2 separate regions of the Nomascus leucogenys genome follow, and region 2 is linked to region 1. The links are chromatin contacts, called in public Hi-C maps. All regions are on one chromosome and are shown on one strand. Each heading gives the region's core, a stretch centred on a gene start, on an enhancer-like site or on the middle of the called end of the contact. The rest is flanking DNA. Distances are from core to core; before and after follow the strand shown.

What was found. A called contact is a pair of places that touch in the nucleus more often than the background predicts.
Region 2: a Hi-C map of a lymphoblastoid cell line shows a contact between it and region 1, with 1.7 times the contacts expected there. The contact joins the enhancer-like site here to the promoter of UBB in region 1. A contact is called at or near these places in 2 of 4 Hi-C or Micro-C datasets (a lymphoblastoid cell line and an unstated tissue).

Annotation. Positions count from the first base shown.
Region 1 is chr19:61,986,959-61,993,881 of Asia_NLE_v1, forward strand. UBB (polyubiquitin-B) reads left to right here and starts at 3,544. Exons shown (of 2, transcript XM_004092785.3): 1 at 3,544-3,672; 2 at 4,370-4,757. The coding sequence starts at 4,376. The coding sequence ends at 4,609.
Region 2 is chr19:62,038,248-62,045,170 of Asia_NLE_v1, forward strand. It overlaps TRPV2 (transient receptor potential cation channel subfamily V member 2), which reads left to right. Exons shown (of 15, transcript XM_003262611.4): 6 at 826-996; 7 at 1,449-1,604; 8 at 2,175-2,273; 9 at 3,042-3,112; 10 at 3,539-3,704; 11 at 6,516-6,582; 12 at 6,698-6,923. Among named protein-coding and RNA genes, the nearest start is that of TRPV2, 14 kb to the left of the region's middle. Within about 2 kb of position 2,769, the one cell type or tissue checked has an H3K27ac peak away from gene starts, as active enhancers do. A contact at or near this core is called in a lymphoblastoid cell line, where this site is marked.

The sequences.
Region 1 (6,923 bases), core at 2,294-4,793:
AGGCTGGTTGTGAACTCCTGGGTTCAAGCAATCCACCTGCCTTAGCCTCCCAAAGTGCTGGGATTACAGGCGTGAGCCACGGCAATCTGCCCAAAGTAGCTATTTTTTAATGGATAGATTTCTGTACTTTTGAGGCCTAACATGAAAACAGTACAGATTTTGCTCTGTGTTCCCTTGGGCATTCAATATCAAAGTTTCTAACTTGCTTGTAATAAATTAGGAGTTCATTACATAATTGTATTGAATAGCCAAATGTGAAATACAAAGGAATTGACAAATCAGAGACTAATTCTACATTTTAAATATCACCAAATAATGTCAAGAAAACAACTGTGAACTTTTAAGTGGAACTATAGTTTTCTCACAGATTTTTATTAAAAGGCATCTAGCCAAGTAAAATCACTTAGAATCTCAGAATCAATCCCCCTTTGTTTCTTTTGAAGGAACTGCCAAGGCAAATAGCATTTGCCTATGGAGATGAAATACAGTACTCTACTGTCTTTTTGCTTTGTGTTTTAAGGCTGTCACAAAGTTTCTTTTCTCCAGTTGAACAAAAGAGAAGATTGCATTTTAGTCACTGAACAAACATTTATTGAGCACAGTGCCAAGTATTGTGCCAGATTACCAAATTCCTGATCTTAGGTTACCAAATGACCTACCTTGGGAAAACATTGAACCAGGAGCCTGTATGACTAATTTATAGTTCTGGCAACTGCTAGAACTTCCCAGTGAAGTCATTATACCAGTCATGTGATCTGCCTTCTAGCTCAATCTGTGATCAACATGTATGATTCAGGAGGAGCTGCTGGTTGGTGAAAAATTCAGAATCACTGTTAGGCTAACAAAAAGGAAAATCTATACTTTGTATAATCAAATAAACGTTTTATAAACTACCTCTCAAGTCATTCAAAATCACTTCCAAAATTATCTTAAAGTGTTTATTTCTATCTCCTGCTTATTCACATCAGTAGACAGCAGATCCCGGTTTTAGTTAATTTAACTGAAAGCCGTCTAGGTGTTAACTCATATACCAGCTCATTTGTCGACATAGTTTCTTAACGTTATGCTCAGGTATGTTGAAATTTAGTAATTAGCGACCTTTCTAAGAGATGCTTACTTAATTGTATTAATACGCACATTTCTAGACTACTTCTTACATTATGAAGGTTGGTATCACGTGAAAAACAGCCAATTTCATGTTTACTTCCACCCCACCCCCGTGACTCTGCCAGGCACCAGGATCCAAACACATCTGCCTTACTCACCTTCCTTGGGTTATCTCCTTGCAGGACGAGTGGCCACACCCAGGGTGTAGGGAAACCCATCGCTTGGTCCTAGCTAGTTAACCCCATCCTTGCACAACAAGCACGTCAATGGGAACAGTATCAGCTACTTTCTTGTAGGTGAATTCCCGTTTTTGAAGCGGGGTTTCGGCTCCCTAAACTGCACTTTTTTTTCCTACCAGTTTGGAGAAACAGCTGGGAAGGACTGGATTTGCAGGTATTGCTGGAGCCAGAGCAAAGTCCAGCCACTGTCACCATGGGCTCCAGCTTTGCCTCTCTGGGCCTGGTGGTGACGGGCTTCAGCAACAGGTGCCCGGTCTCCGCAGAGGGTCCCACTCTGAACTCCAGATTTACAGACTGTTCTCGGGCCATGATGAGGATTAATACAATGCAACTAACAGCACTCTGACTACAGAAGCATGATTTAAAGCTCCACAACCCTGCAATAACCACGAACAAAAACAAAAAGCGGCTAGTCCGCCAGGCACAGTGGTTCACGCCTGTAATCCTAGCACTTTGGGAGCCCAAGGCAGGAGGATCTCTTGAGCCCAAGAGTTCAGTAACAGCCTGGGTAACATAGCAAGACTCTGATCTACCAAAAAAAAAAAAAAAAAAAAAAATTGAGACCAGGCACAGTGGCTCACATCTGTAATCCCAGCACTTTGGGAGGCCGAGGCAGGCAGATCACCTGAGGTCAAGAGTTCGAGACCAGCCTGACCAACATGGTGAAACCCCATCTGTACTAAAAAATACAAAAATTAGCCAGGCACGGTGACACGCACCTGTAATCCCAGCTACTCAGGAGGCTGAGGCAGGAGAATCGCTGGAACCAGGTAGGCGGAGGTTGCAGTGAGCGGCATCACGCCACTGGCCTTCAGCCTGGGTGACAGAGCAAGACTCCGTCTCAAAAAATAAATACAAAATTAAAAAGCCAGGCGTGGTCCACGCCTGTGGTCCCAGCTACTTGGGAGGCTGAGGTGGGAGGATAACTTGAGCCCTGGAGGTCGAGGCTGCAGTGAGTGGTGATTGCACCACTGCACACCAGCCTGGGGCACACAGCCAGACTTTGTCTCAAAAAAGCAAAATCAACTGGCCAGTGTATCAGGCGCTCGCGTTTTTTGTCTGTTTGTTGAGACAGAGTCTCGCTCTGTCGCCAGGCTGGAATACAGTGGCGCAATCTTGGCTTATTGCAATCTCTGCCTCCTGGGTTCAAGCAATTATCTGCCTCAGCCTCCCAAGTAGCTGGGATTACAGGCGTCCGCCACCACGCCCGGCTAATTTTTTTTGCATTTTTAGTAGAGACAGGGTTTCAACATCTTGGCCAGGCTGGTCTTGAACTCCTGACCTCGTGATCCACCCTTCTCGGCCTCCCAAAGTGCTGAGATTACAGGCGTCAGCCCATGAGCCCAAGCAGGGGAGCGCGTTTTTAAAACATGGGAGAGGGAATTATGCTTCACAATCACCACCAGGTGTCGCGACATCAGAGGCCACGCCGTCCCGCTTCTGAGGCGCGGCAGCCCACTTTGGGAGGCCGAGGCGGGCGGATTACCTGAGGTCAGGAGTTCGAGACCAGCCTGACCAACATGGTGAAACCCCGTCTCTACTAAAAATACAAAAAATTAGCCGGACGTGGTGGCGCATGCCTGTAATCCCAGCTACTTGGGAAACTGAGGCAGGAGAATCGCTTGACCCCGGGAGGCGGAGATTGCGATGAGCGGAGATCGCGCTATTGCACCCCAGCCTGGGAAACAAGAGCGAAACTCCGTCTCAGGAAAAAAAAAAAAAAGAAAAAAAAAGGAAAAAAAATAAAAACCCCTCCTTCTCCCGCCGGAAATACCCTCTTTCAAGACGGCGCGCCTGTGCGGCGCACGCGCACTCAGTTACTTAGCAACGTCGGCGCTAAACCACCGCAGGTGGAGCCCAGCAACAACAGAGCCACCGCGTCCCCCACCAATCAACGCCGACCTCGCCTTCGCAGGCCTAACCAATCAGTGCCGGCGCTGCAAGGAAGTTTCCAGAGCTTTCGAGGAAGGTTTCTTTAACTCGAATTCATCCGCCCGATAATTTTCTTTTATTTTCCTAACGAAGGAAGAGAAGCTCATAGAGGAGAAGGGAAATAATTTTTTAGGATCCTTTCTTATGGCTAGGAAGAATTTGGGGCTCAGTTGAAAAGCCTAAACTGCGTCTCGGGAGGTTGGGCTCGGTGAACTACTTTCAGCGGCGCATGGAGACGGCGCCTACGTAAGGAGTGATAAGTGACGCAACGCTCGTTACATAAATTTGCGCTCCGCCAGACCACAGCAGTCAGTGGCGGCTGGGCTTTGTTCGGTGTGTATCGTTGTGTTTGGACGTGGTTGTTGATTCGCAGGCTCTTCGTATCCGCTAACAGGTACTGGCCCGCAGCCGTAGCGACCTGGGGGGTAGTGAGAGGGGGGAATGGGTGAGGTCAAGCTGGAGGCTTCTAGGGGTTGGGTGGGCCGCTGAGGGGATGGCGTGGGGGAGGGGAGGGCGAGGTGACGCGGCGCTGGGCCTTTCCGGGAGAGTGGGCCTTGTTGACCTGAGGGGGGCGAGGGCGGTTAGCGCGCGCGCGCGTTGGCAGAAACTAACGGACGCTTAACTGACAGCGATTCTGTCGAGTTTACTTCGGGGGGAAGGCGGAAAAGAGGTAGTTTGTGTGGCTTCTGGAAACCTTTACTTTGGAATCGCGGTGAGAAAGGTGCCCCTTGTGTTTCAATGGGATTTTTACTTGGTGAGTCTTGTGGGTTCGGTTTTTTCGGTTTGCCTAACGCCGTGCTTAGGTTTGACGCAGATTGGAGTTCGGTCGGGGGAGTTTGAATATCCGGAAGTTAGTGGAGAAAGCTGTGGAAGCTTGGTTAGCGCTCTGGATTCTCCGCTGTTGACGTTGAAACCTTGAATGACGAATTTCGTGTTAAGTGACTTAGCCTCGTAAAAATGAGGGGAGGTTTGCGGAATATTAACGTGTTTAAGGCATTTTGAAGGAATAGTTGCTAATTTTGAAAGATATTAGATGTAAAACAAGAAATATAATCCTGAGATGACACGCCTATGTCTTACTTTTAAACTAGGTGAAAATGCAGATCTTCGTGAAAACTCTTACTGGCAAGACCATCACCCTTGAGGTGGAGCCCAGTGACACCATCGAAAATGTGAAGGCTAAGATCCAGGATAAGGAAGGCATTCCCCCCGACCAGCAGAGGCTCATCTTTGCAGGCAAGCAGCTGGAAGATGGCCGCACTCTTTCTGACTACAACATCCAGAAAGAGTCGACCCTGCACCTGGTCCTGCGCCTGAGGGGTGGCTGTTAATTCTTCAGTCTTGGCATTCGCAGTGCCCAGTGATGGCATTACTCTGCACTATAGCCATTTGCCCCAACTTAAGTTTAGAAATTACAAGTTTCAGTAATAGCTGAACCTGTTCAAAATGTTAATAAAGGTTTCGTTGCATGGTAGCATACTTGGTGTTTTGTCATGAAATTCTCTAGTGATGTGTGGGTACACTTAAAACTGGTGACAATGTCTAGGGATTTAATTTTGAGATTGGTAATGTGCCTAAAGTTAAGTCACTTGACTCTGGTATACACTTCGGTGGGCTGAGGGGTAAGAGCCTTTTTTGCTGTAAGTCATTACAAGTTAGGATCCTGGGTTAATGGCAAACTTCCTGAAGCTCGAATTTAAAGTCTGTTGGGAGGCCGAGGCAGGCGGATCACGAGGTCAAGATATCGAGACTATCCTGGCCAACATGGTGAAACCTGGTCTCTACTAAAAAAATTAGCTAGGCGTGGTGTCACCTGCCTGTAGTCCTAGCTACTCGGGAGGCTGAGGCAGGAGAATCACTTGAACCTGGGAGGCAGAGGTTGCAGTGAGCCGAGATCGTGCCACTGCACTCCAGCCTGGCGACAGAGCAAGACTCCATCTCAAAAAGTTGGATATGCAGGCTTTTTTAAAGATGGTCTTGCTCTGTAGTCCAGACTGGTATACAGTGGCACAATGATAGCTCGCTATCATTCCTGGGCTCAAGTGATTGCAGGCATTTTCTTTACATTGAAGGAAAGCAAATGTGCCTGTTTAGACCTAATCTAAGATTGCTGGAGAAATAAAGTTTTGATCGAGGCTGCTTGAATAGTGATAACTGCTTTCAGTTCTGCAATTAATTGGGTGACTATCAGCTGTGTGTTTATTGCTTTGTAGTGTATTAAACCAAAGTGTTTAACCTGGATGGTAGTGTGGAACCTTAATCTTGTCTCTCTGCTGTATATGCTTTAACTGATGAGCCAAGAAGCAGCTAATCACTGAGTATGGAAGATGACTGGCTGAGGAGAAAGATGGCTTGCAGGTACTTAATGTTGAAAACGGCATTCTGATTTAAGAGAATCTTCCTGATCTTGATGAGTTAGGTGGCAAATTAAAGTGGTTCCTCATACTTTTTTTTTTTTTTGGACAGTCTCACTCTGTTGCCCCAGGCTGGAGTGCAGTGGTGCGATCTCGGCTCACTGCAACTTCCACCTCCCAGGTTCAAGCAGTTCTGCCTCAGTCCCCCACGTAGCTGGGACTACAGGGGCACACCAGCTAATTTTTGTATTTTCAGTAGAGATGGGGTTTTACCATGTTGACCAAGCTCGTCTCAAACTCCTGGCCTCAAGTGATCCGCCCACCTTGACCTCCCAAAGTGCTGGGATTACAGGCATGAGCCATCATGCCCGGCCACGCTGTTGGTTCTTAATGACAGCTTAACTTTATTGTGAAAAGATTGCAGCAACAAGTGAGATTTTACCTGTATTTGGTAAAAATACTTATCCTTAAGTCTGGCAACATAAGCAGTTTTTAGGCTTCTATGCCAATGGACACTAGGCAGTAATTTGCGGTGCTAATAGAAAATATTGGAGTAAGGGTGTACTAAGGAAGTTCTCAATCTTTCCCCTTCACTGTCTTCTATGATGTAACTTCAATAAATGTGATTCTCATCTTGGCACAAAATTGGGAGTGGTGTGGGGAGCCCTGTTTTTCCCAGGTTTATAGTAGAGAAATAACGTTTTCTGGTACTAAAACTGGCGTGGTAAGTGCATACTTAAGAGTAAGGACTTTAAATCACTGGCCAGTTAATCTCTAGTTAGTGGTTTGGCATGCAAGAAGTACCCATGGGTATATTACACAAATGCAGGAATACCATATCTAGAAATACACCTTTGATATTCATAGTGTACCTGAGAATGGTTTCACGCATAATTTTAGGTAATCTGCCTTGGTCACTCTGGTTTTACCGATCTTTGCCCACAGTTCCTGGTTCATAACTTCTATAGCCCTTGTTATAGTCATGTTGGGTGTCTGTTAGGCCACAGGAAACTCACTTAACTTATGCCCTTTTACCTTCCCTAAGACAGGACTCTTGATCTTCCCCTACCTTTTTGTGAGTCCTAAGACCCTCATTTCAGAGAGGGTTCTGTCCTATACCCTGGGGAAAGGAATGCTGTCATCTTGAAGCCTCCCTAGAAAACCAAGAGGACTGAGTTTGGATATGTGAACACATGGAGGTTCCTGGAGGGTGGCACACCCAGGCAAGGCATTAAAGCTTTGCACCCCTTCCCCCATACCTTGTCCTATGCATCTCTTCATCTGAGTCCTT
Region 2 (6,923 bases), core at 1,519-4,018, 51 kb after region 1:
CCTCAGGTAATCCACCTGCCTTGGCCTCCCAAAGTGCTGAGATTACAGGCATGAGCCAAAATGCCCAGCCTGCAGCTGCATTTTTAATGCCTAGGGCTTTGACTAGCTGGAAGTTATTCTGGTAGGAAGAATAAACATGAGGCAGCCCCCACTTTATTCCAGATAGCTTACCAATGGCCTATTCCAAATAGCTTTTGCCAATAGCTCACCAGGGCTGGCCTCATAAGCTCACAGTGGAGATTTTTGAAAGATTAAGGAAACGATAAACATAATTTTTAACCCTTTTTCGCTGCCCTCCCAAGTTTCTTGGAGTGCTCCCTGGGGTGTGTGAACCTCACTTTCTTGTCTAGAGGCACTGCTGTGTGGCCTATGAAAGCAGTGCCCTGATGTGTTCCTCCTTTCCCATTCCTCACGTGTGAAACCAGACTGCTTTCTAGGGACCACTTTCTAGTCTGTTGAAAATTTTAGATTCTGACCGCAAAACTGCACACACAGATATAGCTAGTAGACTCTGATCTCAGGGGCCTCAAGGACCCCAGGGCTAGGGATCTCTCTGCCATTTGAGGAGTTCAAGGAAGGCCACAGGGCAGGGGAGGGGAAGGAAGAGCCAGGCTGGCTGGCAGGCTGGGGCAGATGTGGCTGGGTGCGTGTGTGTGTTTAAGAGTTTAGACACACAAGGATCTGCGTGTACGGTGGTACGTGCACGTGTCAGCTGCAGCTCCGCAGACCAGGGGGAACTGCAGAATCCTGGGTGTTTCCCAGCCCTGGCCCAGGATCAGTGCCGGGAAGGGATAGTGAATGCAAGCTCATATGGCCACCCTGCAGATTTTCAGGCACATCCTGCAGCGGGAGTTTTCGGGACTGAGTCACCTTTCCCGAAAGTTCACCGAGTGGTGCTATGGACCTGTCCGGGTGTCGCTGTATGACCTGGCTTCTGTGGACAGCTGTGAGGAGAACTCGGTGCTGGAGATCATCGCCTTTCATTGCAAGAGCCCGGTGAGCCCACAGGAGCATGGGTGCATGCAGAAGACCCAGCAGAGTTCCCAGCAAGGTCCACAAATTGGGGCTGCCTGCTGGACCATATCTGCCCCATTCCTGTGCCAGTGGGGGTGTGGCTGCATGTCCCAGCAGGCACGACCCTGACCATGGCCACCGGGCCCATACTCAATCCATACTCTAGTCCCATCCAAGACGGGGATCATGCCAAGGGCCTCGTGGCAACCATCCAGGTCCTCTCTGTTAACCAGCATCTCATTTGGAGGGCAAGCCCCTTGGTCACACTGTAGCTGGGAGGGTTGGGGTGAGGTCCTTTGGGTATCCTGGGGTGTGGAAGCCTGCTCCCTGTCCTCTCTCCTCATTTCCTGGGCCCTTGCTTTGATCCGGACATGGAGTGGGCAGCCTGTTTGCACTTGTTGAGTGTACCCATGGCTCTCCCCTCCCCACCCCAGCACCGACACCGAATGGTCGTTTTGGAGCCCCTGAACAAATTGCTGCAGGCGAAATGGGATCTGCTCATCCCCAGGTTCTTCTTAAACTTCCTGTGTAATCTGATCTACATGTTCATCTTCACCGCTGTTGCCTACAATCAGCCTACCCCGAAGAAGGCAAGGGCGGGAGGTTTGGGGGGCACATCTTGGGGGAGGCCTGCTTGAAACAACCCTGGGGGAAGATGGGGCAGTAATAGTGCTGAGGCATGGGCTGCTGGAGTGACATGCCCAAGCTTATGGGAGCCAGCACCGTAATACTAATGGTGAGACAGTGAAGATTTGCTGAGTGCTCACTGTATGTGTAAAAGGATTCTAGGTGATGGACATGTGTTGACTAATTAATGTCCCCCAAAACCCTTGAGATGGTGAATTATAATCACCCCCAGTTCATAGTAGAGGGAAGGGAGGCACAGAGAGGTTAAGTAACTTGTCCAGGGTCACACAAGCTGGAAGTGGTGTGGACAGGGAATCTGAATCCAGGCAGTCTGGCTTCAGACCCTACACTGAAATGCTACACAATGTGCCTCTCAGGATCCAGGGGTCCTTCCCTGGAGCCCATGTAACCCTGCCATTCTGAGGAGCCTCTCCACAGCTCAGGCTCAGAGTAGGCCCTCAGCTTCAGCTCTCAAGGGTGAGCTGTTCGAGAGAGGACCCAAGGCCCTAGGTCTCATCTGAGTGTGTCTTCAGCAGGCTGCCCCTCACCTGAAAGCGGAGGTTGGAAACTCCATGCTGCTGGCGGGCCACATCTTTATCCTGCTAGGGGGGATCTACCTCCTCGTGAGCCAGGTGAGTGCCCCTCCCCTTCTCCTACCAAGAAGCAAACCTAGAATTCTGCTTCAGGGGGCTTAGAGAAAGTTAGCTGCATCCCCTCACTGACAATACCCAGTCCCACCCAGAGCAACCAGCCTCACCGAAGCTGAGGGCCAGAGGTTCTGGCCTTGCCTTCTGAGTCCCCTGGAACCCCTCTGCTGTGCTTTTGGGGTTCCTTGGGGTAGCAGATAGCTTCTCTGATTCCTTGGCAGTACAGGCTCTGCTCCCTCAGGAATGGAGCTGGAAGCCCCTGCCCCCAGCCAGGCCCCTTGGCTGGGAAGTTCCCCTCTTGGGGAGCACAGAGACCAGAGGTAGGTGGGGTTCAGGCTATTTATCCCAGTAGGGCCTCTTCAGTGGGAAATGCTGTAAGCCTGCAGGACACAGGCTGGACACCAAGACATTGGGACCTCCGCAGAGTGGGCAGAACTTGGGCACCAAACCCAGGTTGGTTGGGGTATGGGTGCTCCCTGTGAGGCCAGGGAGAAGGGAAGGGAGAGGCACTCTTCCCCTTCCTGCATGCAGTGCACAGGCTCTTCATCTGCACCCCCCGGCCTTGCCTAGGTGGCTGCTTTTCTGGAAAGAAAGTCCCAAGCGATCTCAGCTATCAGAAGTATTCATGAGTCCCCCACAACCAAAGCTGCTGACTTAGCCCTAGCCCGGGTGGCAGGCTCCCGCTCAGCCAGGCCAGCAGGGGGCATGCGGGAGAGCAGGTTTCACAGCCCTCTGTCCTCCCTTCCTCCGCAGCTGTGGTACTTCTGGCGGCGCCACCTGTTCATCTGGATCTCGTTCATAGACAGCTACTTTGAAATCCTCTTGTACGTGGGTTCTCACTCCTCCTTCCCTCAACTGTCTCTGAGGTCTGGAAGGGCAGAAGGTTGTGGCAGAAGGCACCAGGTTGGCTTTAGAGGCGAAGACATGGGGCCCAGGAAGTCGGGACCTGGGTACAGGCCAGTCCCAGGAGTCTGGGCTGCCGTCCAGCCTGGGGCCCCTTGTGCTCCCATCACTGTAGATAGTGACATTTACTAGGCCTCGGCACACACCTGTTTCACTTAGTCCTTGAAAACACTCTATGAGTCAGGCATCATTATTATTATGCCCATTTTACAGTGGGAGGGAACTGAGGCCCACAGAGGTTAAATGTCTTGCCTAAGACGGAGGTCAGGACCTTGGTCAGCATAGGGCAGTGGGGGCTCAGGGAGCCAAGTGGCCAGCAAGCCCACCTGGATCCTGCTCCCACACAGCCTGTTCCAGGCCCTGCTCACGGTGGTGTCCCAGGTGCTGTTTTTCCTGGCCATCGAGTGGTACCTGCCCCTGCTTGTGTCTGCGCTGGTGCTGGGCTGGCTGAACCTGCTTTACTATACACGTGGCTTCCAGCACACAGGCATCTACAGTGTCATGATCCAGAAGGTGAGAGAAGGGGGTGGCCCACCGGGACTCTTTTGGCCTCATCAGGCAAGAAGAGCCTTCCTCCACAGCTATCCTAGGCAGAGGAGGGCATGTGTACATCTGCCTGTGCGCCAGCACCCAGATACTTGCTGGATGGAAGCTTAAGTACAGGCGTGCACATACCTCTCTCAGGGCTCTGCATGCACATGCAAACAAACGCACATATGTGTGTTTGCAGGTGTCCACACGGGAGCATGTGCATCCTTCCACAAGCAATGAACAAAGAATATGTGCATAAGCTCATCTGCATGTCTGTGTCCTGGGATGTGTGAGTGCGGGCATGTAACTGCGTTCATTTATGTATTCAGCGCATGTTTAGGGAGTGCCTACCGTGGGCCGGGCCCCGTTCTAGGTGTTGGGAATATAGCAGAGAACAAAACAAGTCCTTGCTCCCCTGAAGCTGATGTTCTGGTGGGAGGAAATGAAAACCTTAAGAAAACAACTGAGAACATTCCACACTGCTAAATTCTATGAAGGAAAAAAAAGCACAGGACAATCTGATGGAGAATGGCTGGGACCAAGCACCCTTTAGATGGGATGGTCTGGGAAGCCTCTCTGAAGAGGGGATGTTTAAGTTGAGACCTGAAAGAATGATTCAGCCACAGCAGGGTGAAGAGGAGATATTCTCAGCAGAGGGCACAGCAGTGGCTGCCGTGAGCCAGAAGAAGCTTGGGGTGCTTGGGACAGGGTGAGGAGGCTGGGTGGCTGGGGAGATGGCAGGAGGCTGGAGGTGAGGAGGTTGAGAGGAAGGGAAGGGCCAGGGGCCCCTTCCACGGGGAGGGATTTGGAGGTCTCCAGAGGCTTTTTTTTTTAAATTGTAGTAAAATACACCTAACATAGAACTTAACTTTTTTTTTTTTCTTTGAGACGGAGTCTCACTCTTGTTGCCTAGGCTAGAGTGCGATGGCACCATCTCGGCTCACTGCAAACCCCTACTCCTGGGTTCAAGCGATTCTCCTGCCTCAGCCTCCCGTATAGCTGGGGTTGCAGGCACCCACCACCATGCCCAGCTAATTTTTGTATTTTTAGTAGAGACAGGTTTTCACCACGTTGGCCAGGCTGGTCTCGACTCCTGACCTCAGGTGATCCGCCTGCCTTGGCCTCCCAAAGTGCTGGGATTACAGGCGTGAGCCACTGCACCTGGCCCATTTTAACCTTTTTTTTTTTTTAAGTATACAGCTAAGTGTCATTAAGTACATTCACACTGTTGTATAACCATCACTACCATCCAACTCCAGAACTTCCTTGTCATCCCAAACTGAAACTCAACACCCATTAAACAACTCCCCATTCTCTCCTTCCCCCAGTCCCTGGAAGCCACCATTCTAATTTCTGTTTCTATGAATTTGACGACCATGGCTATGTCGTATAAGTGGAATCATACAGTATTTGTCCTTTAATGTCTGGCTCATTTTACTCAGTATAATGTCCTCAAGGATCAGCCATGTTGTAGCATGTGTCAGAAATGCCTTCCTTTTTTTTTTTTTTTTTTTTGAGATGGAGTCTTGCTCTGTTGCCCAGGCTGGAGTGCAATGGTGCAATCTTGGCTCACTGCAACCTCCGCCACCCAGGTTCAAGCGATTCTCCTGCCTCAGCCTCCCGAGTAACTGGGACTACAGGCATGTGTCACCACATCCGGCAAATTTTTTGTATTTTTAGTAGAGACGGAGTTTTGCCACGTTGGCCAGGATGGTCTTGAACTCCTGACCTCAGGTGACCCACCCACCTTGGCTTCCCAAAGTGCTGGGATTACAGGCTGAGCCACCGCGCCCAGCCAATTCCTTCCTTTTTAAGGCTGAATAATATCCCATTGTGTAGATACACCACATTTTGTGCGTCCATTCATCTGTTGATCCAGTCACCTGTTGCTTCCACCTTTTGACCACTGTGAATAATGCTGCTATGAACAGGGGTGTAAAAGTATCTGTTAGAGTCCCTGCTTTCAATTCTTTTGGGCATATACATACCCAGAAGTGGAATTGCTGGGTCATACAGTAGTTCTATATTTAATTTTGTGACCCTGGAAGTTTTTTTTTTTTTTTTTGAGATGGGACTCATTCAGTCACCCAGGCTGGAGTGCGGTGACACGATCATAGCTCAATGCCACCTTGACATTCTGGGCTCAAGCAATCCTCCTGTCTCAGCCTCCTGAGTAGCTGGCACTGTAGGCTTGTGCCACCATGCCTGGCTACTGGAAAGTTTTAAGCAGGAAAACAATGTGATCTGAGACATATGTGTGTGTGTGTGTGTATATGTATTTTTTTGATACATATGTATTTTTTGTATATATCTATTTTTTTGAGACGAAGTCTCACGCTGTAGCCCAGGCTGGAGTGCATTGGTGTGATCTTGGTTCACCACAACCTCTGCCTCCTGGGTTCAAGTGATTCTCCTGCCTCAGCCTCCTGAGTAGCTGGGATTGCAGGCACAGGCGCACCACTGCACCCGGCTAATTTTTTGTATTTTTAGTAGAAACGCAGTTTCACCATGTTGGCCAGGCTGGTCTTGAACTCCCAACCTCAGGTAATCTGCCCGCCTCAGCCTCCCAAAGTGCTAGGATTATAGGCATAAGCCACTGCACCCAGCCAGATCTGAGATATATTTTTAAAAGACTCCTCTGCTCGGTGTGGCTCCACAGGCCCACATATGCATATGTATGTGTGCGTATGTGCAGTGTACACGGGAACCATGCTGCTGTGGGTGAGGCAGGGTTCTGGGGTCATGACTGGTGGCCCAGCTACCCACCCTGGCCCCTGGGCACATGTGTTCCAGGTCATCCTGCGGGACCTGCTGCGCTTCCTTCTGATCTACTTAGTCTTCCTTTTCGGCTTCGCTGTAGGTAAAGGCTCCCTCCGGCCCCCTCCCCCTTCCCCACGTTCCTTGTCCACGCTGTATACTCCCAAGGCTGCTTGCCGGTATCCTGGGCTAAGGACCCCTCTCCCTTCATCCCATAGCCCTGGTGAGCCTGAGCCAGGAGGCTTGGCGCCCTGAAGCTCCTACAGGCCCCAATGCCACAGAGTTGGTGCAGCCCGCGGAGGGACAGGAGGACGAGGGCAACGGGGTCCAGTACAGGGGTATCCTGGAAGCCTGCTTGGAGCTCTTCAAATTCACCATCGGCATGGGCGAGCTGGCCTTCCAGGAGCAGCTGCACTTCCGCGGCATGGTGCTGCTGCTGCTGCT